Regions from separate parts of the Mus musculus genome. Here region 2 is linked to region 1. A link is a contact called in public Hi-C data. All regions are on one chromosome and are shown on one strand. Each heading gives the region's core, a stretch centred on a gene start, on an enhancer-like site or on the middle of the called end of the contact. The rest is flanking DNA. Distances are from core to core; before and after follow the strand shown.

Region 1 (5,282 bases), core at 2,727-5,226:
ATGCAATTGTCTACCACCCCTGGCCCTTAACATTTTTTTCTTCTCTTTTGCAACGATCCCTGAACCTTGGGAGGAGGGTGTGTGATCTAGTTTTTCCATTTAGGGCCGAGGACTTCCCAATTTCATCTCCGTATATTAGCCATTTGAGGGACTCTGTATTAATTGCTCTCTACTACCAAATAGAAGAGATGCATTAATCTATGGGTATTATTGTAATTCATTGGAAGTCTTATTTAATACTATATTCATTTAACAGAATAATAGTAGTAGGTTTCCCAATAGGGCCTATGACCTGTTTGTTCATAAGTTCCTGGACCACTAGCGTGTCAGGCATGGGGTTCATCTTGTGGAGTGGAATTAAATGCAATCAGAAAGCACTTGATTCCTCCATAAGGTTCATGCTGCTATTGCATCTCTGGACATGTCTCACCAACACAGTCATTGTGGTAGCTTACAGGGGCAATAGCTTGGCAAGATTTGTCTCCATATTTTTCCTCTGACAGTATGCATGTCACCTTCCAGCTCTATGAAAGGTAGCCGGTAGCAATGAGGCTTCCAGTTCAGCACTGGATTGATATCTCCATGTCTTATGACTCAAGAATCTTTAGCAATAGAGTCTTCAAGTTTTGGGGAAGTAAGCAAAGCAGTGACATTAGCATGTAATGTTTAGGGAATCTATGTAACTCCACTGGACAACTCCCAAAGAGACAACCCATTGTGGCACTAGGCTATTTTATCTTTTAGCCTGTAGTATAGAACCTAAGCACTGACATTTTTTCTAGCAGGACTCTATTTTAGCTCTATCTATCTATCTATCTATCTATCTATCTATCTATCTATCTATCTATCCATCCATCCATCCATCCATCCATCTATCTATCTATCTATCTATCTATCTACATAACACACACACACACACACACACACACACACACACACACGTTTCCATGTGACTTTTTGAAAGGTCTTCATTCTTATCCCTTTCTGTATTCCTTCCTCCTTTACCCTACCCTTCCATCCTCAATACTAATGCAATCCCTCATGTTCAATGAATCACCTTTAAGCTTTTATACTATTGATCATTTCTGAATTACTTGCTCCTTTCAGAGGAACTTTTGGGTAGGCTAGCAGGTGCTCCTGTGGCCTGAGTCTCCTGGTGTCCCTGACCTGCTGATTTTGTGTTGCTAATATTGATTTGCATGTGACTCTCATTGATATATAAAGTTGTGAGCTCAGTGGAGGTGTGGGCAATGCCATGATCATGTCTTGCTGTAGTATGATATCTAGAGTCAATGCTTAACAATGACATACATGCACAGAAGAGTTAAAGAATAGGAGGTTCCCAGCACCCTCTTTGTCCACCTCTGTACTGTAGGTAGAGTGGGACTTATTGCTCTCATAGTCCACAGGGAAATGGTAGGCATGCTTTCTTATCTGTCTGTTTCCTTTTCCTTTTTTTTCAGATGTGCTCTGCCCAAGTGTCCGGGTAGAAGGAGATCGGTTTAAACATACCAATGGAGGAACCAAGGAAATTACAGGTAAGAGAGACTCCAATACACAAGGTTGCTTTCCTGTGCAGCTTACAGGCATAAGGGTGGCCTCGCTGACTCTTCTGTCACCAGTGTCCTGGTGGAATGGTTTGAACCATCCAGGTAGCAATGATTTCCCTCAACAGTGAGGAACTTTATGCAGTGTTCCCTTTGGCAGGGTGGGGCTATCTAAAAACATTCATTCCAATGAGTGCAGCAGGAATCGGTGAATAAGCCAGCCAATAATGACAAATATTGAACAGATGAATGAATAAGTGGAGGGACTTCAGAGAGGAGGGAGATGGATGGATCAGCATCATAAATGGATGGGAAACTCAGCACATGGGAAAGCAGACATGTGACAGAAGACCAGAGGCAGAGAGAAGCATTCAGGGGCTATTTAAAGGCCATCTCCAACAATGCCAGGAAGAAGGGCCATGGTAGCTGGCGGAGTGTGGAGAGTTGGTGTCTGCATTGCTCTGACTGTGTTATGCATTGGTTACTTCTCCTGTGGCCACAAATCCCATTTAGCACTTTGAGTGTGTGGTCTGTTTGTTTCTCCTCTACTTTTCTCACCAAGATATGTCCTCTGACACTAGATCCTTTTCTTCTTCATCCCTCCTCCATCTTCCTTGGGTTCAATCCCAGCTGTGTGCACAGCTCCCTTCCTGGTCAGCCAGCACCTGAGGTTGAGACTATGTATGATGCAGACATATCCAGTCTGTCCTTTCTATGTGCCCAGTGGACTATAGCAATGCAACATCTGTATCTTTGAGCCTGAGGAGTTTTGTAGGAGAGGCTTCTATGCCTGTGTGGGGAAGAACTGACGCTCCTTGAAGCACCTCCCACCATGACAGTGCAGAGCCAGACCAGTGCACGATCCTTGGGGTGACTTGTAGATGCATAGCAGACCCTGGCTCCCAAGGCTTTCATGAAGGATTCAGTGTGATAGAGTGTGAGAGTCTGCTGGGTAACTAGCTGCATGCTTTAGTCGCCTTTGCACCATCTTGCCCACCCAAGCAACTCCAGTTAAACTTCTGCTACTTTTGGAGTAAGCCACAGCAGACAGAGCCAGCCAATCTGTTCTTGCTGATTGGGTGTATGACAGGCAGTGATTACTCAAGGGTCCTGTCACTGCCACAGTTTCTTTGTCCAACTCACAAGATGAAGGTGACTTTGACTGGTTCCCTTTGATAACTCAGATGCTTTGTAGTGAGCTTGTTTGTAGCTGAGACGCTCTGCCCAGGGTGGGAAAACACTGCAGAATTTGAATTAGACATTTCCACTTTGTGCTTTGGTGATCCCCAGCGGTGCTCTCAGACAGTTCATTATCCATTTCTACCAGGGGAGTGCGCCTATTCAGTTCTATGCAGGGCATCTTCCTTTGAAGTCCCTTTCAAAGCCCATTCTTACCTGGCTGCTTTGTCTGCATTTTGGCATTGTGAGGCACATGCCTCTAGAACAGCATTTCCCAAGTAATTTATTATTTGATGTGTATGCCCATGATGGGAGCATTTATGATAATGGTGACATTGATAACATCAAGGGCAGCAGCCAGCACCACTTACTGAGAGCCCATGCATTTTCTCCCTTAACTAACATGGCAGGTGAGATGCACATTGTACTGGCACGGTTGGGAAATCTGTGTGATGCACAGTGATCACTCTAGGGTTCAGAGGGTAGCTGCTTCTGCATTTTATTCCAAGCCAAGCACTCCAATCTGAAGGTATGAAAACCATCTACTTCCTCTGCAAGCACATGAGCTGTTTGAAATCAGGACCTGTCTCTCTCTGCATATTTGTCTATGTCCTCAGGGTATGGGGTAGTGCCTCTTGCATGTGGAAAGAATTTAATGTATTTTGAATGGATTAATGGATAGATAGATAGATAGATAGATAGATAGATAGATAAAATGAAAGAAAGAAAAGCTTAAAGTTAAGTGAAAAAACGTAAATGAGTGGAAGGAGATTGGATGAATGAACCAAAGATTAAAAGATGGATCTGTTGGGAGATGATAAAGGTATGAAGGAGGAAAGGGGGTAATGGGGCAGAAGATGAAGGAACAGATGACTCTAGCACAGGGTGTGTAAGTCAGAGGAGTCCGAAGCTTTCCTGTCCTGCAGACTAAGAGCGTTATGGTTTTGTTTCTTTTCTGTTTCTTGCTGAGGGATTCAGAGGGTGGGATGTGTGTATGCATGCCTGTGCATGTACTTGGGTGTGTTCTGGATCTGGCTCATGTCCATGTGTATGTGATCATTTATGTGACTGTGCAGAACTTTGAACAAGTGGCCTTATCTGTGGTATATGAGGAGGAACCATCTGAAAATTGCTTTGGGTGCTTGGATAGATAAGAAATTCTCTGCTATGAATCCTCTTCCCTTCATTCACAGCCAGTGGAGTCCTGACACCTCCCCTTCCCTCTGTGAGCTCCCAAAGATGAGTCACAGTATAGGATAGGGATCTGGGGAATATCAACACAGACAACAGTTTCCTGTGTGTGCCGCTTTGGATGCACAGATACCCTGCTTTTTCTTCAAAGTCATTTAATAAGTACCAGCCTCAAGAAAGTGTCCCAGCTACATTGTGGCTGAAGAGGGAGTTATAGAGAGATTATCCTCCAGTTTGTCAGTGGCGTTGTAATTGATAAATCAAAGATGCCTTTTTGGAAAAAAACAATGCAGCTCTCAAAGTCCTTGCTTCCAGACATTTTCTTAAATATCTGTCACATTTTAGGGATCATTCAGCCTGGGAAAGTGAGGCTAAAGACAGACTAGACAGTGGTGGCACACGCCTTTAATCCCAGCACTTGGGAGGCAGAGGCAGGTGGATTTCTGAGTTCGAGGCCAGCCTGGTCTACAAAGTGAGTTCCAGGACAGCCAGGGCTACACAGAGAAACCTTGTCTCGAAAAATTAAAACAAAACAAAACAAAACAAAACAACTCAAGACAGAATAGACAAAGATATTGACATTATATTTTAGATCAGCCTGCAGCTGGTTATACAGATGGCTGCAGATTAAATTTCTGATTTCTTTTGGATCCCATTTGTACAACAGGAGATCTGAAGAATGTTCTGAGAGGCCCCAGTTCTAATGACTTCTCTGCTAATCCTTTGTTCCTGTAAGTGTTATACATCTCCCCTGCACAATGGCCTAGGTCTCCCTTTCTGTGGTCAGCTGGGTGGTGATGAGGCATTGCAATGCCTGAGATGCTTCCAATTAAAGAACTGCTGTTCTAAGATGTCAGTCCACCTGGCCTTAGAGTCAGTTTACCATCCAAGAGCTTTCTGGCTTCCTCTGAGCCAAACCCTTGAGTTTTTTGTTTGTTTGTTTGTTTGTTTGTTTGTTGTTGTAGGTAATTCAGTACCCACCCTCTGTTGTCACTTAGTAAATTGCTTGTTATTGGAAGTTTATCTCGCTCAATTCTTTGACTTCATTGAAACCAATAAAGACGTTTTTGGTTTTTGGTTTTTTTTCTTTCTCTGTTTTCATTTTCTTTTGAGACAGGGCCTCTTGTATCACACACAAGCTGATCTCAAAGTCAATCTTAGGTAATGATTGGTGCGAGGGAGTACAGTAAAGAAACTGCAGAAGTGCAACTCCATTACGGGGAGGTTTTTATTATGGATAAGAGAGAGAAAACATTGGGAGGCATCAGGAACAGTCTAGCGCAGTGGTGGGGGATGAGGGAGTGAGAGGATACTAGAGAATGTTGGGTTATAAGGAGGATGAGTAGCTGGGGGAGGGAAGCCTAT
Region 2 (5,022 bases), core at 1,503-4,002, 65 kb before region 1:
CTATTTATAGTCTATCAGATAAAGGATGACAATAATTACTGCAGAAAGTATTCCTCTCAAATTCCTGTCCCCTCCCCAAATATGGCCAGTTCTCAGAGCCCCTCTGTGTCATGCCCACCAGTCTCTCAACCATTTGTCTCACTTTCAGGAGCAGAACGTCCTCCCAGATGTTAGTCCTTCTGTGTTTACGTTGCTTGCACAGTCCCATATTTACCCTGCTGTTAATTTGTAGTTTTTCAACTGCTTCCCCAACAAACAAGGGTGCCTTGAGAACTATTAGGCCAAGGCTATGCCACTGAGTCACCCAATGACTGGGACCATGTCCCTTTCAATCTCTGTGTTTAGGACCAGAGTGTTGCAGCTTGTAATTAGGATTCAAGTACCACCTGCCCTATGTGAGCTAATGATCTCCAACTCTTCATTGCATTATCTCTCATCTCCACGGGACTGTACCAAGAAAGGACCGTCTCCCCCAAACCCAGACAAAACCAAGGGAGAGTGGTTAGATTACCTGAAAGTTGAACAAGTTAAAGAAAGCAGAAGGGCAGATTTAACTCCAATCTTTTGATTCTATGTCAGCTTCACTCTCAAAGATTCTTTAAGTTGGGGAGAGCTGGATGGGGGATGGGGATGCTAATGCAATCTATTGCACCTGAATAGCAGCTGTTGTGTGGCAGCATCACAGGCAGAAACTGTTAGCTGAATCCAGGCAGCCCTTGATAAGCACAAATGTTGCACTGTACATTCAACAGCCACAGAATGAAAGAAGTTACATCCATACCAAACATGTGTAGAGCTTTTTCTTGTCATCTTCTAAATAATACTGTACACAACCCATTTTCAAGCCCTTACATTATGTGAGGCATCGTTTAAGTCGTCTAGAGAAGGCTGACAATATAGAGGATGCAAAACGCTATACAATCCTATGTAAGGAACTCGAGAAGTGGCAGGTTTTGATTTAGAGTCCTGGAGCTAATCCTTCACAGAGCCTATGGGACATATATACAATATATTTACACGTATATATTATACTCGTAAATATGCATGTCTGCTATAAATGTAAATACACACACTGATCCATACACATGTTTATGTATAATACACATGAACACAAGACTATTCTTTTCAATAACTATTCACTTGTATATCTTAAATGTCTGTCATTTATATTACATATTCAAATATATAATGTATAAGACAATATAATATATAATTTGCCTTATAAAATCTGGATGTCTATTTTATAGTATGCACACATCTTTATTACAAAATGTCACTCCATCCAGATGTCTGAGAGTCCTGTGTCTTCCTGTTGGGTGGCAGTGGCATACATCCTGTGTACATGAGGAGCATAGTGGACACTGAGGGCTCATGCAGAGCTACTGGGTACATCAGAAGGCCATGCCACAGTAGCACTGTGAGTCACTACACTGGGAGGATTGACCTTAGCATCCTTTTCACCTACAGCAGGCATCATGGAGACAAGATTGTGCACATACCATAGGGGAGATATAAGACTACTGACAAACAGAAAATAGAAGCTCAGGTGGGAGGTGACCCCAATCTAAGCAACAGAAAGGGTATGCCTGGCATGGGATTCAGGACTTTGGGCTCTTCTTGGCCTTCAATGCATCCTCTACCTGGTCCTTGTGTCACTTCCTGGGAACCACTGCAGAATGTGATAAATGGAACAAGATTGCCTTGTAGGCCCCGATTCCTTCTTCTACCTTTCTGCATCTCAGGTCTCTGTTCTCTCAGCTCCAGAGATGAAGAATCCAGAGACATTCTCTCTTCTCATGCCTGCATAGCTCATACAAGAGACTCCAGAGGCAGATGCACTGAAGAAGGTTCAAATATGGTAGAAGGGCAGGCAAGTGGCCCTGGTACCTGGCAGGCCAAGATCAGAAAACAAGTGAAGATTTTCCTTCTGTCCAGCAGAGGGAGCCCAAGGACTCCCTGATGGCATGTGAAGGTCAGGGTGATCAAAACATTCTCAGCCTCATTGGGCCTGTGTGTGTTTGTGTGTGTGTGTGTGTGTGTGTGTGTGTGTGCGCGCTAGAAACTTTGAAGAAGCGAATGTTCAAGTCCCACAGGCCATCAGACTGAAGTATCATCTGCTTAGGGAAGGCCGGTCTGTTGCTTCATTCAGACTTCGACTGGATGAGTCAGCTTGTTTGAGAGAGAGAGAACAGTGTGTGTTTCTCAACATCAATGGGCTTAAATGATGATGCCCTTTGAAAGCTCCTCAGAGAAGTTTCCAGAATAATATTTGACCACACATCTCTGAGCCCAGCAGAATGGACTATAGAATTAATTATCCAAAGTCAGAAGTGCAACCAAACCTTTCCTCTCTGGTATACCCCATGCAAATGTCCCTTAGATGTCTGTATTAAAGTAGCCTATTGCTGAGACCCTGAGGGGTCCATGAAGGGAAGAAATTCATTGGCTGGTTTAGCTGTTGTGTAAGCTTCATAAACCCCTGGTGGGCATAGCCTGAAAGTGGCCATACACGGATCATTAAGCTGGTATCATGTCGAGTGAGCTGTGGTTGGGTGGTGGTTACAGCTGGCGGTTATGCCTGGGAATGGCTCCCTCTGGTCTGTAAAGGGGCAGGCAGATGCAGGCATACAGAGTAATTAGGGCCGTAATAAGCAAGGCAGGGTGGTGGAAATGTGCAGAAAGCAAATGCTGGCAACTCCTAGGGGCAGCCATTCACCAACTGCCTCGTATTTGGAAATGTGTCCATTGTGAGAAGCACTTTGCTGTATGTGTGAACAAGATTGAGAGAGTCCACTGACTGTGGCTCATGCAGACCCGGGACACATCCTGAGCCTGAATACTACTCCCAGAGACCCAGACCTCCAAAGGGCAACTGGAGGGGGTGAGACAAAAGGGGCTTCTAGAAAAGGCCCTGGGTGAGAGGACACCGGATCTTAAAGTGTTTAACCTCCCTTCCTCTGCTATTTGGAACTGTCCCTTCCCCTCTTTCCCCCAGCCGCCCCCCACCCCCACCCCCCGGGGAAATCACTGCTTTGCAGACACCACAGGCATGATCACACAGTAGAAGAAATCTGAGATCACAACCCTGGAAGAGGTCACAGCTCTAGTCAGGAACCATTACTCCTACTGGCACCAGGGGGCGCTCTCCCACCAGGAATCATCCCGACAGAGCCATACATATGCAGCCCTGGTCTGGACGGGACTCTAGAAAAGATCTTTCACCCCTCTCTGTACTGGTCTGGCCCTTTGTGGCAATCCATGGAATGTGACCCCTCTTAGGGCTTGGGCTGGTCTGAGATTGACATCTATCTATAGGAAACCAGAGAAGGCTACCTTAGTCACTGCTGTGAAGAGACACCATGACCAATGACCAAGGTAACTCTTATAAAAAAGAAAGAATTCAATTAGGGGCTTCCTTATAAAAGTTAGTACATTATTGTCATGGCAGAAAGCACACAGACAAATGTAGAACTGGAGAAATAGTTGAGAGTTCTACATCCTAATCTTCAGGCAGCAGGAAGAGAAAGGTGCTGGGCCTGGCATGGGCTTTTAAAATCTCAAAGCACACCCACTTCCCTAGTGACATACTTCCTCCAACAAAATGATACTTACTCCAACAGGGCCACACTTCCTAATCCATATAACCCTTTCAAAGAGCTTCACACCTTGGTGATTACACATTTAAGTATATGAGTTTACAGGGGGTCATTCTTATTTAAACCATCACAGTAGCCTAGTGGGCCCTCAGATAAGAGCAATATACCTCCAGTTGTTAGATCCTCCAAGTCTCTGTACTGGGGTACCTGGCTTTCTCTTGACTGTTCCATCACTCAACATGGGCCCTCTCCTCCTAGTATCATGGTGGTAGAGCACTTTGCTTCAAATGGAAACATTCTGTCATGGAATGAAGTTCATTAAGCCTAGAAAGTTCTGAAGGGAGGCTCATTAAAACCCAGACATCAAACAACCCACAAGCCTCAGGATGTTCCTGAAACCAGATTTGCAAAGTCCCTTCCTCCCCAGGGTTGTAAAGCAGGAAGAACAACTGAAGAGGAGAGATCTGTTGAGCTACCTGAAAGCCATGCAGAGAACTCTGGGGTTCCAGCTTTCCTGATTCACTATCCATGTTTGGGTGAGCTTTCAGGGATGTAGTTCCTGCTAGCAAAGTCAACTTCGTGAACCAACGAGTTCATTGCATTTACTTGCAGGAGTATGGGTGAGGAGTTGCTTACAGGAACTACATCCCTGAAAGCTCACCCAAACATGGATAGTGAATCAGGAAAGCTGGAACCCCAGAGTTCTCTGCATGGCTTTCAGGTAGCTCAACAGATCTCTCCTCTTCAGTTGTTCTTCCTGCTTTACAACCCTGGGGAGGAAGGGACTTTGCAAATCTGGTTTCAGGAACATCCTGAGGCTTGTGGGTTGTTTGATGTCTGGGTTTTAATGAGCCTCCCTTCAGAACTTTCTAGGCTTAATGAACTTCATTCCATGACAGAATGTTTCCATTTGAAGCAAAGTGCTCTACCACCATGATACTAGGAGGAGAGGGCCCATGTTGAGTGATGGAACAGTCAAGAGAAAGCCAGGTACCCCAGTACAGAGACTTGGAGGATCTAACAACTGGAGGTATATTGCTCTTATCTGAGGGCCCACTAGGCTACTGTGATGGTTTAAATAAGAATGACCCCCTGTAAACTCATATACTTAAATGTGTAATCACCAAGGTGTGAAGCTCTTTGAAAGGGTTATATGGATTAGGAAGTGTGGCCCTGTTGGAGTAAGTATCATTTTGTTGGAGGAAGTATGTCACTAGGGAAGTGGGTGTGCTTTGAGATTTTAAAAGCCCATGCCAGGCCCAGCACCTTTCTCTTCCTGCTGCCTGAAGATTAGGATGTAGAACTCTCAACTATTTCTCCAGTTCTACATTTGTCTGTGTGCTTTCTGCCATGACAATAATGTACTAACTTTTATAAGGAAGCCCCTAATTGAATTCTTTCTTTTTTATAAGAGTTACCTTGGTCA

Evidence for each region. Hi-C and Micro-C count contacts between places; a contact is called where the count stands out from the background.
Region 2: a Hi-C map of the N1E-115 cell line shows a contact between it and region 1, with 4 times the contacts expected there. The contact joins two enhancer-like sites. A contact is called at or near these places in 2 of 15 datasets of contacts at CTCF or cohesin (liver and stem cell-derived epiblast-like cells), 27 of 484 Hi-C or Micro-C datasets (the N1E-115 cell line, Sertoli cells, cardiomyocytes and 14 more) and 2 of 115 datasets of contacts at active chromatin or transcription factors (both in astrocytes).

Annotation. Positions count from the first base shown.
Region 1 is chr15:71,984,890-71,990,171 of GRCm38.p6, reverse strand. It overlaps Col22a1 (collagen, type XXII, alpha 1), which reads left to right. Exons shown (of 64, transcript NM_027174.1): 4 at 1,464-1,538. Among named protein-coding and RNA genes, the nearest start is that of Col22a1, 47 kb to the left of the region's middle. Within about 2 kb of position 3,976, at least 4 of the 459 cell types and tissues checked have an H3K27ac peak or open chromatin away from gene starts, as enhancers often do. A contact at or near this core is called in the N1E-115 cell line, where this site is marked.
Region 2 is chr15:72,048,566-72,053,587 of GRCm38.p6, reverse strand. It overlaps a transcript of Col22a1 not described here. Among named protein-coding and RNA genes, the nearest start is that of Col22a1, 17 kb to the right of the region's middle. Within about 2 kb of position 2,752, at least 10 of the 459 cell types and tissues checked have an H3K27ac peak or open chromatin away from gene starts, as enhancers often do. A contact at or near this core is called in the N1E-115 cell line, where this site is marked.